Linked DNA regions of Gossypium hirsutum: region 2 is linked to region 1. A link is a contact called in public Hi-C data. All regions are on one chromosome and are shown on one strand. The core of a region is the stretch at or near the end of the contact, and the rest is flanking DNA. Distances in the headings are between cores, read along the strand shown. Region 1 holds the start of LOC107961993 (ankyrin repeat domain-containing protein 13C). Region 2 holds the start of LOC107961998 (L-ascorbate oxidase homolog).

Region 1 (4,288 bases), core at 985-3,484:
GAAAAACTAAAACACACTTGCTTTCCTTTTGTCCATTGGTCAGGCTATCATCATCCAACGCATCAAAAGACCCAAACCAGACACCCTTCTAAGGTATCTACGTGGACCCCACATTTCTTAAACAACAAAAAAAAAACAGATATTTATAGATTTAATAACTGCCGTCTTACCTTAACCGGAAATGTCCCCGGCGGAAATTTGGTGGTTAACAGCTCCCGCATTCTTCGAACAGCTTTCACTTTGTTAGCCAAAATATCAAGTAAAGGTAGCAATTCTTCGGTCTTTAATGGGAATTGTTCCGTTAACCAAACTGACGGCCGTAAACTTCGAACGTACTCTTTCTCCTTTGTTTGTGGGGGCGGCACCACCGTTTTCGCCGTTGCGAAAGACGTCGATCTTCTAGGAGGCATCGCCGCGGCTGAAGAAGGGAAAACGTCAACGCTCTTCCTCCCTACCGAAATCCATTCTCTGTCTTCTCTCACGAAGCTACTGTGTCTTCTTCTATCAGGCATTGCAAAATTGGGATTTTCGCAAACTAAGAAACCGTCATCGTCTTCGTCGAGCTCTAAGGGTAATACTTGTTCACTTCCGGCGACGTCATTTTCGGAACCCGCAACTTTTCGTGACCTAAAGCTGAATATCACGTTATGTACTTCGTAAACTCTGGCTTTCCATTCACCGACGCTCTCTGTTTTCTCTTGGCGCCTCCAGTTAGTTCTTCCGACGAGTTCCGCTCTGGTTACGTCCATTCCGGGTCGGTACACACTCGTTTGGGAACAAAAACCCGCAATGTCGGATTCGCTCATCGGAGCTCCGGCATTTTCGAATGCGTCGAAGATTTTGCGATCTTCGCGGTTGAGGACTAGCAATGAGCCGCAAGGGATGTTGTGGAGGTGGTCGCCATCGCCGAGGAAGAGGAAGCTTTGATCGGCGCGTTGGATTTTCAAGCCGTCGAAGCCTGCTAATGAAGTATCAGCTCGAAGGTTACCGTCGCGTTTCCAGATCTTGTAGGTATCGGAAGGAGCGATTTTTCCGACGAACGGAATTACGGAGCTTTCGAAGTGAAAGGAGATTTCCATGTAGAAGTCACGCATTCGGCGGAGGACGGCAATTACGCGAGGTAAACGGCGGCGCCACTTGCACCAGGCGGAGCGGTGGTGGAGTTTCAAGAGAACCAACGCAATGTCGGAGCTTCGGCGACAGAGTGCTTCTTGGAGAGGATTCCAGCCCGCAGCGTTCTGGAGCGACACGTCAGCACCAGCAATACCGAGAGTTCTAGCAGCAACGACGTCGTTAAGGCGGACCGCGAGGTGGAGAGGAGTTTCACGGAAAGGGACATCTCGGCGGTCGAGAACGGCGGAAATTTGGTCAGCTACACGCTCTTGACTGAGTGAGTCGCACTCGGTGTGGATCTGAGCAGGATCAGCCAGCTTTAGCAGCGTGGAAACCAGTCGATTCAAAGTAGTATGATCACGCAAAACGACAGCGTAGTGAACAGGGCTATGCTTGTAATCCTCCGGTTTGATAGCTGGAAACGGCGCCGTCGCCGACGCAGAAGACGATCTCGACATTATTATTATTATTATTATTTTTTTGGGTTTCTAATATCCTTTCACAAAATTTTACCTAATCCTGTCTCAGTTCTTTGGGTTGTGAAAATGAAAGACAAAACGAAGAAAATGGAAAGGTTGAAGGCAATAGGGAAAGGGAGAGGGTAAGATGGTCATTTGATAAAAATGAATTTTATTGGGTAGCGTGAAAAGAGAAAGAGAAGGACGAGATACACGCAATCTGGCAATCTGGCGCGGCTTTTGTTGATGCTTCAGACAGGTACAGTCCTAAGACCGAACATCCCTTCCTTGCTTTACCTTACGCTTCTTTGTTTTGTCTTTTCCGCTTTTCTTTTGTTTGAAAAAAAAAAATTAAAATTGATGTTACCGTGGAGACGCAGTGCAGGATAGTGTGATTCCATGATGAAATGAAATCTCGGGGTTAAAATGGTAATGGGTAGGTCCCATATTGATGATTTCCATGATATATTTGCTCTTTTTAGTTACAAGATTTCCTTTCAATGGTATGGGCATACGAATGAATGAGATCAGGAGCATAGGATTTATATAGCCTTTTTCTTTTCAAGTCTTTTGATGTAAAAATTCAACAAAGATCTTTTAACCTCGCATGGAATTTTGAATGCTTACAAAGAAGTTTGAAACAACAATCATTTGGACAATAATGGTTCTAAGTAATTGACACTGGGATTCAAATATTAGGGTATTGACTCATTTTCAAGCACATGCAAAATATAGCAGTATCAAAGGTACGCATTTTGAGGGATGTTCCAAAACCAGGGACGGGGATTTGTTGGTGTTAAAAATAATGATTAAGGAGTAATTAGTAATTAGTGATTAGCAATGAGACGGGGAAAAGGAATAAGAAAAGTGAAAAGAGAGGGCAGTCCAAGTCCAAGAAGTGGCTTTTGTCGTGACCAAATGCAAGGAAGAACAGGGACATATGTCTCCGGCAGCAAAGACCAATCGCTAACGGATTTCACTACCTACGATGCAACTAAACACCCTTCCTTGCATTCCCAAACACAATTAATGATTTTCGTCGCCTCCTTTGTGATTTACCTTTTTCTTTTCCTCTCTTTGGAATTTTATTATCTCATTATTTCTTACCTTAATTGCAACAAACCTTCTCATTTTGATATTTTAGTTTTTTAATTATTTTTTTAAAATGTTACAATACTACTTTCTATGACCCTCCAGACGTAGTTCTGCAATTATTGCATGCATACCCCCTACATGTTTGTTATAATTTATCTTTCATATCTGAAAAAAATTAAAACTAACTAATAAGTACAAATCAACAAAGTTCAGGGGTTAAATTATATATTATCCCTTTAATTATTAAATTTCCATATCTCAAATTTGAATTCAACTTTGAAGTTAATAAATACAATCTACATCAAATTTAAACTTATATTTAATACTTTAAATTTGTGGATAGGTTTTATTTGATAGTTTAATACCATATTAATATTTTAATAGTTCAATTGAAATATTTTAAAAAATTTAAAGAATAATTTAAATTTTATACATAATTTAGAATGTTTGATGTAATTAACAGTTTTTCATTTTCATATAAAAGGTTTACTTTGCTACAGCTGTAGCCTATGATTTTACCTCGCACCCTATTTCAAGTTTTTAACCCTTTAGTTGGAAGGTTCCGAGAATAAACACATGGAAGGTTGCTTTTAATTAGGACTTACAACATCTATACTATCTAGTCTATACTAGCTTTAACTAAGTTGTTATTACCATTTAGTTGGAGACGAATTTAGTTAGGTAGCCTTTGGAAATTAAAATTTGGATTTTAAAATTTTATGCATGGGTTTATAAATTAATTGTTTTCAAATTCTTTGGGAATTAAAATATTAAATTTTTAATATTTCGAATTAATTCAAATTCATTATTTAGATCATTCAAATTTAAATTTAGATTTCAATTAATTGTAAACTTTAAAAATATTTTTTTAAATAATTATTTAAGAGGACTTGGACATTGTTGTTTGAACTGGATCAAATAGCCAATCAAATTGGGAATCAATCGAGGTATTCGTTCTAAGAAAGACATTATACCAATTGACCCCGTGAACCAATTAAACCAAATTTTTTTATTTTTTATTTTTTATTAAAAATCTATTTTCAGATTTTTTTTTACAATTGAATTGATATAAACTTTATATAGACATGAATATTATAATATAAACAATAACAATAATATTATCTTTCAAAATTAAAAAAAAATCTAAAACATTAACTCTTTTAAATAATATGAAGAAATCTGAATACTTTTTGAAACCAAAATTGCAAATCATTGTGACCTAAAATATTGTAAAATATATACTATATTGATTTCATACATGTAAATAACTAGGCTCAATTAGATCTAATTTCTATAAATCCTATAACAGAAAAAAATTGGACCGATCAATTAAACTAATTGGATCAAAAATCGATTAGGGATGTCAATTCAAAATAAAGAGTCAAATTGATTGACTCATGAATTAGTCGAATCAACCAAACTGGTGACCGAACTGGTTGAATCAAGTACTGATAATCTGATTGGTTTGCCTACTAGTTCGATTCTAAAAACTTTGAGCTTCATTGATAATATAGTATAAGCAAAAATAATTATTTATTGTTTGAGTTTTAAAGGAAGTGTGTAAAGAAAAAAGAACAAAAAGTTCTCATTTTTTTTAATCAATATTGGATTTTAAAAATTTC
Region 2 (4,288 bases), core at 1,307-3,806, 180 kb after region 1:
AACTTTTCATATTTGACTATTGAGTGCTTATTCTTGAACTTTAAACATTTTGAGTGATTTGAGTGAAACTTTAGTGAGGATGTCGATTCTTGTCGATTTTGAATTAGAGGTAATTACTTAGATAAGGGGAAATACCTATGTGTTCATGCTTTAAAAATGTTCGACTTGGATTGTTTGAATCTTTAATGCTCTTTTAGTTGAATTGTCAATGTATGATTATTTGTGAATTAGAACAAAACATCATTGATTAGAATTATGAGTTGAGAAATATTAATTTTAATTGTGAGTTGTGGATTTTACTTGAAGACAAGCAAACACTTAAGTGTGGGGATATTTGATAAGCTGTAAAAGTAACATATTTTAACCTCATTCTTAATGTATTTTTAGATGATTAATGATGTAAATTAGTGAATTTGATGCTTTTAATCTTTTAAATTCATGTTTCTATACTTAGGAGAGCATTTGGGAGTAAAAGGAGTGAAAAACAAGTCAAAATCAGACAAATAAAGTTGTTTCTAGGATCCACACGGGCTAGCCACACGCCCATGTGCCAGCCCGTGTCGTTATCGCTCTCTATTTCCCAAACACGCGGAAAAACCTAATTTTTAGGCTTTTTGAGCATTCTAAAGTCTATAAATTTCAATTAGAAAAAGATACAAGAGGGTACTGAGAGAAGATTGAAGAAATAACTCGAAGAACGCCATCGGAATCAACTCAGAAGCGGATCTCCTTCAAGATTAAATATCTCCATTTAATTTCCTTAGAAGTTTTATTGAGATTCTTTGTCTTATTGTTATCTTAATTTTGAGATGTTTTCATTCCAGATTATGAACTTAATTCCCTAGATACCTAAGGAAGATGAAACCTACGATGAATCTTATTATTTGATTTTTGATTTGCATGATAAATATTTGATTCTTGCTATTAATTATGTATACTTATTTCGTGTTTTAATATTTTTAGGATATTAATTCATGTTTAATGTGCTTATTTCAGTGGAGCAAAAGTCACTGTTTAAAAGTAGATCTAGCATAATTGAGTGGAGGTGCATGAAATTTTAGAAATAGGACGATATAAATCTACCGGATTAGAGTCAAATTTAATAGGGGAATCCATAGATCGAGTCAATGCGACAATAAGAGTTTTAATTAGAAAGAGATTTCAATTAATTAATCTAGAGTCAGTTGTTCTTACTCTCAAAAGAGATATTAACATAATTTAGGGATTTCTACGGATCAAGACACAACTAAATAAATCGTTTAATTAAGATTCAGAATAATAGGTGAAGTCTAGGTGGATTCTTTCCTGGATATTGTCTTTCTTATTAGTTGTCTTCGATTATTTTTCTCATTTCATTCTCTATTGCATTCTTAGCTAGATTAGTTTAGTAATTTTAGATTAAAAACAATTTCATCAATTTATCGGCTAAATAATAAAAAAATAGTAATTACTAATACTTTTAGTCCTCATGGATACGATATTCCTTACTTACCATAATTATACTATTGTTCGATAGGTACACTTACCTATGTCGTAATTATAGTTAATTTAGTACCCACTAATTAAACTATAAAAAAAACCACTCGTGGTCTGCGTCTGCATGACCGCATATCTTTAGAAGCCATCTCTCACCATCTCCATTACCACTTTGTACTTTGGATCGGGAGCCGGGTTTATTTTCTGTAAGACGCATTAATTAACTTTTGTCTACTTCCTTTAAGCCTTAATGTACATTTCCCTTCTCGATTAGATGTTACGTGCACGGACATTATGTCCGTTTTCAATAAAGGACAGTATAATCCCGGAGCTTTTACATATTGTTTGGTTTCCCCAATCCCTGTAGGTGCACCAAAGCTATGGGGTGATCTAATTCAACTGCAGTGGCCTCGTCTCATTGTTGGATCTTATGCTTTGCCATTTGTTGATTAAAGAATAGCACCCATCAACATTCTGCAACTGCAATAATAGTGAACCACCCTCAAAGCAACCAACCTGGCCGTTGAATGGAACCCCGTGATATAGTTCTTTTTCTTCCTAGGTTGTCACCCTGTGAAAGGTATTGGATGTTTCAACCATTTTTCTCGCCGTATTGTTCGCCGATATATTTTATTCATCACACAGTATTGCACGAAGTAAACTAAACATGGAAGTTCTTGAATCTAATAATGGTTCTTTCTTTGACCCTTTTTTTCCAGTCTGTCAATGGTGCCATTGCAATGGAAAATGGAAGACGGCATCAGTATCAAAACACAACAGTCTTCTTCGCTACCAAGTTCGGACAATGGGCACATGAAATTAGGCAAAGTCCAAGCTTTGCACGTGATTGGGGTTGATTCCTGTCTTGTTGCTTAGACTTGACAGCCTTTACTTACAATGTTCCATATATCACAAGCTCGTTTTATCAGTTCTGAAGGGCTAATATCAAGCGGCTACTGACGGTCCCACCATATGAACTCGACCCATGTGATGCTAAATAGGGACATGATTAAGCTGGGACCACCGCTTCTCACTAGATTCAATTGCATTCAATTGGAACCCACTGACAGCTAATATGCAATGTGATCTTATAAAAAAACGCTTTTTTTCACTTGCATACAAAACAGAGCTCTGCTTTTGCCTCCATACTAATTCTAAGAACCCCGAATAAATTGAGGGAAAGAAAGATTTAAAAAGGATACAACAATGGTGCCTTAAACTTTTTATAGATCTGTGTTTTATCTAACATTTTGCAAAAACAAGAATTCCTGTTTTTTCCTGTTTTTCTTTTTGTATCCTAAAGTAAGTAAACGAAGTCAACAAAATGGGAGACAGCAAGCTTATCCTTTGTTGCTTCATTGCTTGCATTTTGTTCCTCGGCGTTAATGGAGAAAACCCTTATCGTTATATCACTTGGAAAGTCACCTACGGTGATATTTACCCTCTTGGAGTTAAGCAACAGGTACTTTCTTTCTTGTTTTCTGGGTTTCTCTTTTTGGTTTCTAAAAGCTACTTGTTTAGCAAGTGTCTGAGTAATGGATTGGAATGTGGAAAAACTGTATTGCAGGGGATCTTAATAAATGGGCAGTTTCCAGGGCCTCATATCGATGCAGTTACTAATGACAACTTGATTATCAGTGTTTATAACTACTTAAATGAACCATTCCTTATCTCTTGGTAATCATGCTAACATTCCTTTTTTTATGCTTACTTTTTATTCATCATTTACTTAATGTTGGTTAGGAAGACAAGGTAAACTAGAAAAGAACAAAGGAAAGTACATATAAAATCTTGGAACATTAGCTCAAAATGCAGCTTTCATTTTAAGATAATGTGTGCTCTTTTGGTTTAGATAACTACAGCTTAGTGGGAAAGTTTTGAGTTTCTTAGATCTGAAGGTAAATGCTTGAACAGTAGACAATTTTCCATCGGTAGACATTTGCATTTATGACTACTATTTTTAGTAAGATCTCAACTAATGCTAAATTTGATGACAATGAAAACCTTATAAACTACTTCTAAATTTGGTACGTAAGTATATCCCTAGTTTTTATCCTTGATCCTTTATATTTCTCAATTTGTTGGTTCTTATCTCATAGACTATCTTGCAGGGGCGGAATCAGAAGAAAATTTTAGGGGTCGAAATTAAATTGTCATTTTTACGATAGTAAAAATATAATTTAACTATTTTAATAGCCTATATATCTTTACAATTTTTAAAGAATTAAACTAAATTTTTTTATTTTTAAGAGAGAAAGTATAATTTTGCTGATTTAAAATGACTAAATAAAATTTTTTTTATTTTAGGGGCCGCGCTTAGTTACGCCCCTACTATCTTGGAAAGACGCTAACAATATGGTTCATTTTCATGGTTAAATGATTATTAAATTCAAGTTTTATAACGAATAACTCTTTCACTGACTCAATGGGTTAATAGTATTATGATAATTCAGTTAGTGCATCTGCTGCATCTCACATCTGTGGAGATTCATGTTTAAAATATTAAAAGATGAATAAAAATAATTAACAATGTCTGCCTAGTTATGGCAGAGCTGGTTGCAGTAAATTATTTAAATGCATGTGCTTGCCTATAGAATAATAAAAGATGTGTCCTTGATTATGGTTACTAGGACGGTATCAGACCTCGGGTTTAGGCCTAGTTTTAATTAAAGCTGTGAATTATGCAACTCACTTTAATAAAGCTTGGCAACTTTGCATATTATTGATCATTCAAAATGTTTATTTTGTACTTTCCATAGTTTATGTTGTACTTATTAGTGACTGATCCAATTATCCATTATCTATCTATTTG

Evidence for each region. Hi-C and Micro-C count contacts between places; a contact is called where the count stands out from the background.
Region 2: a contact with region 1 is called in a Hi-C map of leaf, with 2.1 times the contacts expected there. The contact joins the promoter of LOC107961998 here to the promoter of LOC107961993 in region 1. A contact is called at or near these places in 15 of 34 Hi-C or Micro-C datasets (callus, hypocotyl, leaf and 2 more).

What each region holds. Positions count from the first base shown.
Region 1 is chrA06:116,631,019-116,635,306 of Gossypium_hirsutum_v2.1, forward strand. It overlaps LOC107961993 (ankyrin repeat domain-containing protein 13C), which reads right to left and starts at 2,235. Exons shown (of 2, transcript XM_041115964.1): 1 at 171-2,235. The coding sequence starts at 1,571.
Region 2 is chrA06:116,812,841-116,817,128 of Gossypium_hirsutum_v2.1, forward strand. LOC107961998 (L-ascorbate oxidase homolog) reads left to right here and starts at 2,557. Exons shown (of 8, transcript XM_016898202.2): 1 at 2,557-2,938; 2 at 3,044-3,153. The coding sequence starts at 2,801.